2 separate regions of the Mus musculus genome follow, and region 2 is linked to region 1. The links are chromatin contacts, called in public HiChIP or PLAC-seq maps. All regions are on one chromosome and are shown on one strand. Each heading gives the region's core, a stretch centred on a gene start, on an enhancer-like site or on the middle of the called end of the contact. The rest is flanking DNA. Distances are from core to core; before and after follow the strand shown. Region 1 overlaps Adhfe1 (alcohol dehydrogenase, iron containing, 1). Region 2 has its middle 28 kb from the start of 2610203C22Rik.

Region 1 (6,392 bases), core at 2,903-5,402:
TATTTCCTTCCCCGCCCCTTGGTGGTCGATGTGTAGTATTTGTAGTTCTATATCCTTGCCTCAAGCTGTTTGCAGAAACCTTGTGTTGCTGTTAGAAAAGAAATTGAATGTGCACACCTCCAGGGGTCAGTAAATGCCAAGCCTTGGAAACCATAGAAGCTATGCCCCCTACAAATGTGCCATCCCTGCATCCTAGTGCCAGTGTCTTTTCCGGTCTCTATTCAGCACTTCCATTCTTGGCTCTGACATTCTGCTCCCCCACCACACAAAGGGTGAACAGGAAAGAATCAGAAGTCCCCAGGCAGCTTGTCCTAAAGAACTGATGGCTACTGAGTCTGTCATCCATGGGCCACTGACTAGAGACATCTCAGGAAACCCTAGTAGTGCCCTGAACCTCAGTGTTTGGAGGTGGCATTGGGTACAAATTACATGTTCAGCTGATATTGTGACTGAGCTACATCTGGAAGCTACTTCCCTCTGTTCCTATAGTCTGAACTTTTCTTCTAGGAGCCAACATCCGCACTGCCAGGATCCAAGATGCTGGGCTTGTGTTGGCAGATGCCCTCCGAAAATTCCTATTTGACCTAAATGTTGATGACGGTCTGGCTGCTCTTGGTTATTCCAAGGATGACATTCCTTCATTGGTGAAAGGAACACTGCCCCAGGTAAGATTCACAGTGTGGCCTATGCCTGCTAAACACAGAGCCAGAGGGGACCAACACCCAGTCTGCTAGTGGTGCTGTCACACCCCTCATAGCCGCTAGAGAACCCACAGGGCAAAAGCAGCCTAGCCCCTGGGCCTTTATGTTCGTCCATAAAACTGTGGCAAACTGAAAACAATGAGATACAAACTGCCAAAGTGACTTGGGTTATGGAAACCTCACCCTTTCCCACACTTCTGCTGTTTAAGGACTTCCCCTATAAGACAGAGCTAAGCCATTTCAAAAGGACCATGGATGTTATTTTCCACTATAAAACATCAGAAACTCCTGCTGTTCTACAGAATGCAGCATAGCTTTAAGATTGAAACTATTGAAAGTTTGCATTTGAATCATTTGGGACGACACTGTGTATTTCATACACATCTGTGTCCTTCTGTGCCTTATTTCATATATTTAAATTTTGCTAAAGAATGTGAACTAATTTACCCCCACTTATAAAGTAGAATCATTACAGATACAAAACTCCCTTTCCCAAGAACCTCATGAAGATGTGATCTGTTTGGTCCTCTCTGAAGCTAGTACACCAGATCATAATGGCCAAGACCCTGATACTGCTATTTACTATAAAGTAGGGACCTCAGATCCTTGAGCACCCAGTTAGTGGACCACACCATGACTACCACACCCAGTGCTCTCCCTATTCCTCCTAGTCAATATGGAAGATGCAGGAAAGCAGGGATCACCATGGGGCTCTTTTGTCCAATGTTAAGCATTCACAGTATACACACACACACACACACACACACACACACACACACACACACGGCACTGAGACAGCAGACAGCTAGAATATCCACTCAATCAGGACCTTGCTTACCACAAACAGTGGGACCCTTTCCTCAGCCAACTCCAGGAAAGCAAGGGATCAAGCCAGACCCCTTCCCCACACCATCACTGTACAGACTGTTGATAACCTCACCATTCACAGAAGACATTTGTACAGATTGAGCTCATGGCTTCACATATCCACAGAAGCATGTGGGAATAGCAATGAACCAAGTACTCTGAGGTAACAGGGGTAAAGTGGAAAGCAATGACCCATGGGATGGGCGAGCAGCCTTCATGTTATCATTAACTATAAACTTAGGTTCCTGTGTGATTACACTTTCCAACTTCTAAGAAAATCATCAACTGGGTGCTCCTTGAACCTAGTTCCATGGCTTCTCAGTATACTGGTGAAATATGACCCATGGGCCACTAGTTTCCCTAACTTAGATTCAAACCCAGTAGATCCAGTTTTATCTAGCAGTGTAAATGAGAAACACAAGTATTTTGAGATGTAGCATAGGAGCTGAGCCAACCCACAAATCCATAGTTCTAACATGTTGAGCCAAAATGGAAGGCCACAAAAGCCATTGTAGTGACTCCATTCAAGCCTCCTGAGGAAGGTGGGAAGCTGCTTTGCCCCTCTGTCCTCTGCCCCGCCAGGCACAGGCTAGTAGACATGTTGAGTGAGCTCATGCCTACAGCTTCTCCTAAAACTTCTGTCCAAGTGAGCAAGTGACTTGGTGGCAGTAACTGTAGGTGTTTCCTAAGACTGAGAAATAAACGACGGCCATGAAAGCCTGGCTACAAACTCCACAGACCTAGTAGCCACCATGATCTCAATGTGGCTTCTGGTCTCATAACATTTTCTCAGGGATACTGTCATTTCTGAAGTTTATCCCAGGTCTGTGTTTAAGAATATGAATTTTTTAGGTCAATAAGGTGATTCAGCATGTAAACGCTCTTGCTGCTAAACCAGTCCAAGTCCTGGAACCCACATGGTAGAGAAAACCAACTCTCACAAGTTGTCCTCTGACCACACCCCTTGGACCATGGTGCACACATATACAGACAATAAGTAATATCGCAATTTCTTAAAATTAAAGAATATGAATTTACTTCCAAGAACTAATTGTGCTAGTTAGTTTTTGTAACTAGACACAAACTGGAATCACCAGCTGGGGAGTGGCCTCCGTCAGAGCAGCCTGTACTTGGGTTCTTAAGGCCTTTGGGGATTAGTGATGTGGGAGGGGCCATCCCACTATGAGTGGCACTACCCTGGGCAGGTGGTCCTCATTGCATAAGGAAGTAAATTAAGGAAACCATGGAGGACAACCGAGTAAGCAACACTTCACTAGTCTGTGTTTCATTTCCTGCCTTAACTTCTCTTGATGATAAACTATCATATATCCACAGTTTGTAAACCAGTTTAAAAAAAAAAAAAAAGCCCAGTGGTGGTGGTGGCCATATGCAGGCCTTTAACCCCAGCACTCAGGAGACAGAGGCAGGCAGATCTCTGCACAGCAACAGAAACCAAAATAGGACAGAATTTGGTACCAGAGAGTGTGATATTGTGGTGATGGACGTGACCATATTTGTTTGGGAGTTATGGACTTGAAGTCCTTAAAGTCTACTATACTGTTATGGGAGCTTGGAAGAAAGCAATGTTAGAGGGAAGCAGATGGCAGAGGCCCAGCTTATGGAGTGAGGGAAGACTGAGAGTCCCTCGAAGATGATCTATTTATGTGTTTTGTGTTAAGTCCACTGTCGCTATCTTCAGACACACCAGAAGAGGGCATCAGATTCCATTAGAGATGCCACAATGTGGTTGCTGGGAATTAAACTCAAGGCCTCTGGATGAGCAGTCAGTGCTCTTAACCACTTAACCATCTCTCCAGCCCCTGGTTGATATTTTGAATTAAGACTCTGTGGTTTCTTGTCAGCTGGGACTGAATGATCAGCTGTGATAACAATAGACCAGAAACATTGACATGAACCGTGGCTTTACTGAAATAATGGATTGTGGTTAGCTGAGGCTGAAAAATCAACTATGAGCAAACAGAGTCCAACACCACCAAAAGAGTTTCTGGGGAGCATTTCCTGAGGGCCAGCACACAGGAGCTGTGGTCCAGAGGGGGCCAGAGCTGCATCTCAAGCAGGTAGCCAAGCTTGGTTATGGTAAAGTCTCCCCCAAGGTACTGGTTTTGGCAGCATGATAGGAAGCCAGGAAGCAGTATTCCTCCATGGCCCCTGCTTCACATCCTGCCTCCAGGTTCCTGCCTTGAGTTCCTGCCCTGACTTCTCTCAGTGTTAGACCTGGAGAGCTGTTATGATGAAATTAGCCTTTTCCTCCCACACAACACGACAACAGAGAGCCCTCACGAGAACAGAAATGGCCTGCAGATGAAGGACTAGTATGGGGATTTCGGTTTGATTTGTTTTGGCTTTTGGCAGCAGCGAACATTTTACAGGAATGCCATGGCAACCTCAGAATTTTACACATCCTATAAGCCAGTCTTCACTATTAATGTCGTAGAATTAGCATATACTGGTCCCTGCAAAGAGCCTTGCCAGAAAGTTCTTCTTTGATAAAGGCTCTTTTATACTCAGCAGTCAGGGGTTGGTTTTCTCAAGAAGGAACCAGCAGGCCAATGTCCTTAACCAAACACCACAGCTTACGCTAGTGGCAGATAACGGCAGCTCTGCACATGGAGGCTTCCAAATGCATGGCCCAGCTGCAGAGGGAGTGGGCAAGAACAAACTCATCTTCAGAGCTAGATTTCAGAAACCTCTGGAAAGAGCCATTTTCCATTTCAAAACAAAACATTTCATCACTGGGGAGAGCTGTCTGCCCAACTGAGCAACTCCCACACTTGGTAGACGAACCAGCTGAAATGGTGTTATTTTATGTATGTGCTAAAAGAAGTATTTATTTCAGTGCCCATATTAATCAGTTGTTCTTTGGTCTTCTTGCCTATAAATAATAGCACATTGCTCAACACATCTTCATTTTGAAATCAGTTGGCTTTTATGTAGCATAGGATCAGATACTTTGTTTCCATCTGTGTTTGCCCAAACTTTGGGGTTGGAAATGTCAAAAAGAAAGGTAGGAAAGGCCAGGTGTGGTGGCGCACGCCTTTAATCCCAGCATTCGGGAGGCAGAGGCAGGCAGATATCTGAGTTCGAGGCCAGCCTGGTCTACAAAGTGAATTCCAGGACAACCAGGGTTATACAGAGAAACCCTCTCTCGAAAAAAAGGAAAGGAAAGGAAAAAGGAAAGGAAAGGAAAAAGGAAAGGAGGTAGGAAAGGCTTGGGCTTAGCTGTTTCAGGAAGTCTAGAACTGTCTCTCCAAAGATGAACAGATCATGGTCCAAGACTCTGAGCTCATCAGAGGACTCCTACTGTTATAATAAAATGTGGTGGGAAACATCACCTTCATCTCTGATCATAGCACACATTGAAATTCAGCTTTTCTTTCTGACACAAACTAGAAGATCAGATCAGATTAGATTAGATTAGATTGATAGATGCATACATACATACATTCAGACATAGATATATAGATGGATACATAGACAAATAGAGATAGATAGATTGATTGATTATAAATAAGTAGACATATGATATAATCAGATAAGGTATGTAGATAGATAGGATAGACAATAGATACATAGATACATGATAGATCGATTGATGAATGACTATTAACAAGACTGATAGAATATAATTTTTTGCCCTTGTCTCATCTGTGGCATTCATCCACATTTCCTTCCACTTTCTCCAAGATGTTATACATCCTTCTCAGTTTTATTTTTTAATTGTAGTAAAATAACATTAATTTGTCATTTTAATAACTTTTATGTATATAATGAAATGCTATTTGATATACCCACGGCATGATACAGTAATCATTACCCACTGTAGATCTTTTTTAGCATCCCAAATAGCTCTGCATCCACCAAACAACAACTGCTCTGCTGCCTTTCTTGCAGCCCATCGTAACTTAAGATCGATTTCCCATCTCTTTAAGTGCCTAGTCTGGGCACCTCATGCACATGGAGTCGTGTACCATCAGTGCTTCTGTGGCTGGCTTATTTCATCTTAATGTGGTGACCAGTTCGTGGCATGTATCAGAATTCTGTTCCTGTTTAAGGATAAATAATATTTCTTTGTGCAGATAGACCACATTTTGTTCACCCATTTCATGCCTGTGTTAGAAGACACTCATGTTGTTTCCCGCTCTGGCTGCTCTGACTGCTGGGGTACCGTGCATGCTTGCACCCCCTCTTTCAGGTTTTTGGAGGAAGTATGAGTAGAACAGTTAATTCGTATGGTAATTGTATTATTTATTTGGATGTGTTTGAGACTGGATCTCACTATGTAGCCCAGGCTTGCCTTGATGATCCCCACGTTGACTCCTCAGGTGCTGGGATTTCCAGCAATCTCAGCCACCAATCTCAGCCCAGTTTTTAACTTCCTAATGCTCTGGTAAACTTTTCCATAGTGCCTGCACCATTTACATTTCTATTAACAACACAAAGGGTTCCAATTCTCTTCATCTTCTCCAGCACTTGTTAGTTTCCATTGTTTTTATAATGGCCCTCCCAGTGGGGTGAAGTGAGTTAGATTTCACACACACATACACACACACTCCAAAGGCTAAGAATACCGACCATCCTGTCCTGTACGGATTGGCCATTCATGTATTTTTCTTTAGAGAAATGGTTTTTTTTTTTTTTTCAAGTCTTTTGCTGATTTTGGGGTTGATTCATTTGGTATTTTGCTGTTGTGCTCTAAGAATAATTTTTATATTTTGGACATTAGCACATATACTGTTCCTTCAAGTGTTTTAGGGCTTATACCTGGAGCTTAACTACCTTCTGAGGAGAGACAGGAAACGGGCA
Region 2 (6,116 bases), core at 1,732-4,231, 89 kb after region 1:
CTAAGATTTCTAAAGTAAATGTTCGTGTATAAATGTCTGTCTTTCTGAAGAAACTTTAAACATTGAATTTCAGCTTTCCCATTAGAATCTGTGATGGCTCTCCATGATCTGCACACCACAGATACTTGGTGACACCTCATGCTTAACTGAATGGAAAACAACTTTAACTCTTTAGTTGTATTTGAAACCGTGGGTCCTGAAGCATGTCTTCCCTCATGGCTTGTCTCCCTGTGGCCACGACCAACTTGCCTGCTTTTTGTTTGAAGTAATAATCATCGAGTTGAAGTAAAGCACTAGTCGCATTGATACATATTATAGTTCTTTTAAAAGCATTGTTTCTATTATGTTTAAAGTGGAATAGGTTCCTGGGTGCTTTCAGGACAAAAGTGCAATTTCTCAGCACGATTTTAAAGACCCTCTAGGATCTGGCTTCCATAGACATGACCACAGTATTGCTTCTTCAAGACAAAGTGGACCACTTGTGATTCCAAGTGTGCCCTTAATTTTTCATTCTCTAGTTTTGTCCATTCTTGTTCTCTCTGGCTAAAATGCAGTTCCTACTCAGAAGCCAGTATTAGTAGAGCCAAATCTTGATAGATCTTGCATAAATCATGTATACATTATTCTACAAATATCCACTGAACACCTGCTACATTCAAGGCACAGTATATGTGCTTGAACAACAGTTGTAGACAAAATATGTGTTTTTCTGTTCTCTTAATCATCCTTATAAGTGTTAATTAGACCATCTGTACAAAGAATTTGAGTTGGACATCTACTTACAATAACTTGTTTTCTTAATGAATGAATTCAGTTGGCCAATAAGAATGCTTCACCTTTGTGTACAATTCCATTTTTTGTAGACTATTATTTCAGCTCATCCTCACTCCAAAATTCTTCTGTTTTCTTTTTATAAAAGGAGAGCCTAGCATCGCAGGAGTTAAGCTGGCCAACTTAGGCTGGTACCTGATCAAGAATAAGCTTCCTCGCTCTTTTCTACCCCTCTTTCAGTTTCACCATCTCTGTCATGAAAAGGGAGCTTAACACGAAAGAAGGATAGATGACAATAGCTCTATTTTCTAAAAGAAAAGCTAGGTAGGTAGGTAGGAAAGTATAGGTAGATAGATTAGATAGATAGATAGATAGATAGATAGATAGATAGATAGATAGATAGATAGATGGATGGATGGATGGATGGATGGATGGATGGATGGATAGATAGATAGATAGATAGATAGATAGATAGATAGATAGATAGATAGATATACAGACAGATCAGTGTGTGTGTGTGTGTGTATGGACAGACAGACAGAGAGATAGCTGTCAGAGATGTATTGAAGATAATTGAAACCACTGATATTTGGAAATAAAAGTCTATCTTAGTGTTTTGACCAAGATAATATAAATCTAAAATATCAACATTTGAAGTTAACAGTTTATTAAAATTGGCCTTATATTCAAATTCATTTTTTAACTTTTTATTAGATATTTTCTTCATTTACATTTCAAATGCTATCCTAAAAGTCCCCTATACCCTCCCCCCGCCCTTCTCCCTACCCACTCACTCCCACTTCTTGGCCCTGGCGTTCCCCTGTACTGGGGCATATAAAGTTTTAAAATTTGCTTTATATTCAATGAAAGTTTTAAAAACTACCAGTATGATTTGTTATGATGGTAAAAGTTTTAAATGTAAGTAATTTGTGTTTTCAATTTGTCTATACTGTTTAAGTAATTTAGCATCTCACTAGAGGAAAGGCAGAACAATCACGAATGCACAGGTTCTAACACACTGCTCGCAGCTTGAAACTGTGTCTCCTTCATCTCTGATTTGAAACAGAGTTTAATGGGGTTGTGGTTGTAATTCTCACACTCCTCCTTCATACTTTCAACCCAATGTCCTATTTATATTTTTGTCTTTTACAAAATTGTAAAGTTAGGTCTCTGAATCAACCCTACCTCTGTAGCTTACTACATATATGGAAGGTTCTTTGGGATTCCAACACTATACAAAAGTAGAAATGGGATTGATTATTGCTTTTCAATGGCAAAAAAAACAAATCAAAACACACGTCTGGAGACACTAAGATTTCAATTTCCTTTTCTGAAATTTCTTTAGGCAACTTACCAGAAACGCTTAGCTAGACCCTCTCAGTAATTTCCATCTAATTCCCTATGTGTACCCCGAGGCTCTCAGAACTCAGCGGGGGCCAGTGTGAGCAGCCTTGACATTTACGCATCACTTAGTAATAAATTCACCTCTATGAGTATGACCTTGAGCGGGTGAAATAACTTCCAAACTTCTGTTTGCTTACTCATCAAACGGACTCAGGGTTACTGTGGCTCACGTGTAAGTCACGGCAGTTACATTTGGAAAGCATGGAACTTCACTGAGCACAGTCAATATCCTCTAGCACCAGAGGCCAGGTGGTGAGTGCTGTCTAAAACCCACCCAGCAGTGTGCCCTGCCCCTTGGAGAGACCAAGTCTTTTCCAATACGTTATTGTTAGTTTTCAGCACACAATCTCTACCTTTATGATATCACTTTTAATGGATTTTGTTTTTAGAATAGCAGGTTCTATGCATTTTTACCAATGCTTCACTAGCCATGAATGGCCCAAATGGGAAGTCAGTAAAGCGATGCTTTATCTCGAGCTTCCCCTTGATTATCTCTTCTGAAAATAATACATAATAAGATCTGATTCCCACCCCCACCCCCACCCCCGAGCACTGAAGCATCTAGAAATGAGGTTAGAGGATTCAAGAGATCCAACGGCTCTGCCCTGGAAGCAGACGGGCCATTCATGAGTTCGTAGTCCGTAATTCAGAACCATGTCCAGTGGGTTTCCTGCCCAAGCTGCTCAGCTTATTGAACAAAAGCTTGGAGACACTGTTTCACGCTTCACTGGACATACACACTGCCCAGGGCTGGCCTCTCTGGTGGCCTGAACTCATCAGAGGCTCAGGGCTCTGTGAGCTGCTTTTACGGTCTCTTTGGGGAAATCTAGCTCGGGCTGCACAGACTTTCCACGTCTTCCTGCTGGGACACCGTCTTCTGAGCCTAAGAGAACCACAAAGGCTTCTATAAGCTATTTCCTCTGCTTTCTCACCAGACACACACTTCCCTCTGGTGACTGATCTACAAAAGCAAACAACTGCAGGTTGGTTGGTTGGTTTGTTTACAGTAAATAAGAGAAGAAAACCTTTGGCATTGGCCAATGAAAGTTGTCCCTCAGTCACTATTCCACAGTTCACTAAATGCTTCTGCAATTATAATTTCCTCATCCACAGCCCAGAGTTAGCTGCTTTTCTGTAATATCCACAGAAGGAATGGAAGAGACACTATAAGGGGAGTAGGAGATATTAACCCAAACAGATCTGGGGTGACATGGCAGGAAAACAGCCACATACAGCCTTAGGGTAACAGAGGAACAAGGCACAGAGTGGGATATACCTTTTGTTTATTATCCCCATGGTGTCTCTGTGCTTTACTCTTCTTCTCAAGTTAACAAAGCAGGGCTGGGAGAGCGTGCGCAGAGTCCTGGATTTGATCTCCATCACATCATGAACTGGCTTTGTTGGCACAGGCCAACAATCTCAATACTTAGAAGGTAGAGAAAGATGGACGGGGAGTTCAAAGTCATCCTCACACATATAGCAAGTTCAAGACCAGCCTAGACTCTATGAGACACTGCTCAAAAGAAAGGGGGTGGGGGAGGCAAATAATATATTTTAAATTCTCATAGATGAAATAGTTGAATATATGTATATAGACAGTATTTATAGTAGATACATTTAAATTAAATTCAAAATTAATTAATTTGTGAAAGTAGACAAAAAAAAAAAAAAAACCACCTGCTTGATTTATTACTTTTTGATGCTATGGTAAACCTTAGATTTTACCTCTTGAGATACTTAACCCAAACTGACACACTAGATGCTATCAAATTTAAAAGTTTCTGAAATGTATAGTCAGTAATAGGACACTTTCTTTAAATGCCCAGAATCTTGGGTTCAATCTACATGAAGGTAAATAAATTAACATTTCTGTTCAACAAAGATAATAATTAACAAAGTGACAAGATAGCCTAAAAAAAAATGGGAGAAAATTCTAGCAGCTAGTCTTCCAATAAAGGATTAATACCCAGATTATTTTAAAAATCCTAAATAATTTAATACTCAAAGAAATAGTAATTCAATCAATAGATGACCTAAAAGACTAAGCAGACACTTCTCAAAAAAAGAAATATACGTGAATAGTGTAGGGAAAACATTTGACATGTTTAGTCATCAAGGAAATGCAATTTCAAATTATATTACAGTGTCATCCTATCCCCATTAGAAAACAACAATATTGTATTATAAACGCTGAGAGAAATGTTGGGAGAAGGAATCTTTACACATTGTTGAAAGGGGTATGAGTTAGTATTCCTACTACAGAAACAGATTAAGAATCTTTAAGAGAAAAAGAAAACTAAAAGTTGAACTATCTTATGACCCAGCTATACTACCCCTAGAACTACACCCAAAAGGAATCAGATGAGAGACTTTGAGAGAGCATGCCCAGGGATGAATCTGCGCCTGCTGCAGCACACGAGAGCTACCCTGCCTCATCTGTGAACCATGCCTCTTGGTAATATTCCGTACCCTTTGCTTCTCCATCTTTTGTACTGGGCATTCTGCCTGCTTCTTCGTTGGCTACTCCAGGCCATCCTTGCCCTGAAGGATCATACCAAAGTCAGGGCAGGCCTGTGTCACTGTTCACTCAGACTGGACTTCTGCCTGTGGTTGTACGGAAAGGGAAACTATATTACCACAGGGCCATTGCTAGGGACCTAGTAGAGACCTGGACTCATGCTTACCAACTGAAAACAAGCCCTTCACGCTCTTGGCAGCTCACAGTATTTCCTTCATCATAGCTCTTCCTTGTTCTCTTAAAGAACTAAATTTTTTCACTTTCACAATTTTGTTCACAAGTTCTTTAAACATAGCTTTTCACATTATCCCCTCTTGTCAAGTCCCTTCTTCTTCCCAAGTCTTCCTTGCTTTTGTTTTCTTTCTTGTCTTTGACATATGGCCCAGTGCATTTAATTAGGATTGCTTTCAAGAGCATGGGTGGAGTTGTTTATTTAAGCAGGGCAACTTACCAGTGACTACACTAAGCACTGAGATCACTGACAATGTCTCCCACAGCAATATTTCCTCCTTCTCCTTTCAGCAGATGATTCTTCAGTCTTTTTAATGAGCGAATGAACATTTTAAGGAATTGCATCTTCTCACACAAGTCCTTCCCCAAAAGCAAATCTCACTTCTAGATTGCTTACATGAAATGAAGATCTGCTCCTCTCACCTCAACTTGTACAACTGGAAGAAGCATGGAGTCTCAGAGATTCTCATGGAGTTAGTAGAGGCCTTCACAGAGATTCAAGACAGCCCAGCTTTGCCCTGCCAGTTGTCTTTTCTTAGATGCCTTAACTCCGTATGCATTGCCTGCATGCTAGTTTTGGTCTCCAGTCGGCTTCCTACAGAATGCATGGCATACCAGGGTAGGCTTATTTCAGGAACCACTTTAGTACCATCCTTCTTCCATCAATTCCTCCGCTCATACCCCTAGACTTGGGCTCTTTGTTTTTTGGTATTTATTTATTTACTTATTTATCTATTTAATGTGAGTACACTGTCACTGTGTTCAGACACACCAGAAGAGAGAATCAGATCCTATTACAGATGGTTTTAAGATGGGACTTGAACTCAGGTCCTCTGGAAGAGCAGTCAGTGCTCTTAACCACTGAGCCATCTCTCCAGTTTTTGTGGGTTTTGAGACCGGGTTTCTCTGTCTACCTGGCTGTCCTGTAATCTGCCTGGCTCTGCCGTCCACATGCTGAGATTAGAGGCATGCTCTGCTGTGGGTCTACTTAGGGTCTTTAAACATGGAACTGACCTCCCCCGCCCCCTGTGCCAAGTCTTTACCTAGTGTTCCCCAATCTATTTGCCTGATTGCCTCAGGCCAATCAGTCAGAGATCCATCACTTCAGACACATTTTTCTCCCAAGGGAAGCAGATCCTTTTTCTGTGTCACAACCCCATATGCAACAGCAGTTATTTCCCACATAGCACTT

What was found. HiChIP or PLAC-seq counts read pairs in DNA pulled down with a chosen protein or histone mark.
Region 2: an H3K27ac HiChIP or PLAC-seq map of stem cell-derived neural progenitor cells shows a contact between it and region 1. The contact joins two enhancer-like sites. A contact is called at or near these places in 3 of 39 promoter capture datasets (3T3-L1-derived adipocytes, the C10 cell line and embryonic stem cells), 5 of 484 Hi-C or Micro-C datasets (the HPC-7 cell line, centroblasts and embryonic stem cells) and 4 of 115 datasets of contacts at active chromatin or transcription factors (cardiomyocytes, differentiating embryonic stem cells, embryonic stem cells and 1 more).

The regions. Positions count from the first base shown.
Region 1 is chr1:9,566,274-9,572,665 of GRCm38.p6, forward strand. It overlaps Adhfe1 (alcohol dehydrogenase, iron containing, 1), which reads left to right. Exons shown (of 14, transcript NM_175236.5): 13 at 508-665. All of the region lies in intron 3 of 2610203C22Rik (RIKEN cDNA 2610203C22 gene), which reads right to left. Among named protein-coding and RNA genes, the nearest start is that of Adhfe1, 22 kb to the left of the region's middle. Within about 2 kb of position 4,153, at least 8 of the 459 cell types and tissues checked have an H3K27ac peak or open chromatin away from gene starts, as enhancers often do. A contact at or near this core is called in stem cell-derived neural progenitor cells, where this site is marked.
Region 2 is chr1:9,656,225-9,662,340 of GRCm38.p6, forward strand. No RefSeq gene overlaps it. Among named protein-coding and RNA genes, the nearest start is that of 2610203C22Rik, 28 kb to the left of the region's middle. Within about 2 kb of position 2,982, at least 30 of the 459 cell types and tissues checked have an H3K27ac peak or open chromatin away from gene starts, as enhancers often do. A contact at or near this core is called in stem cell-derived neural progenitor cells, where this site is marked.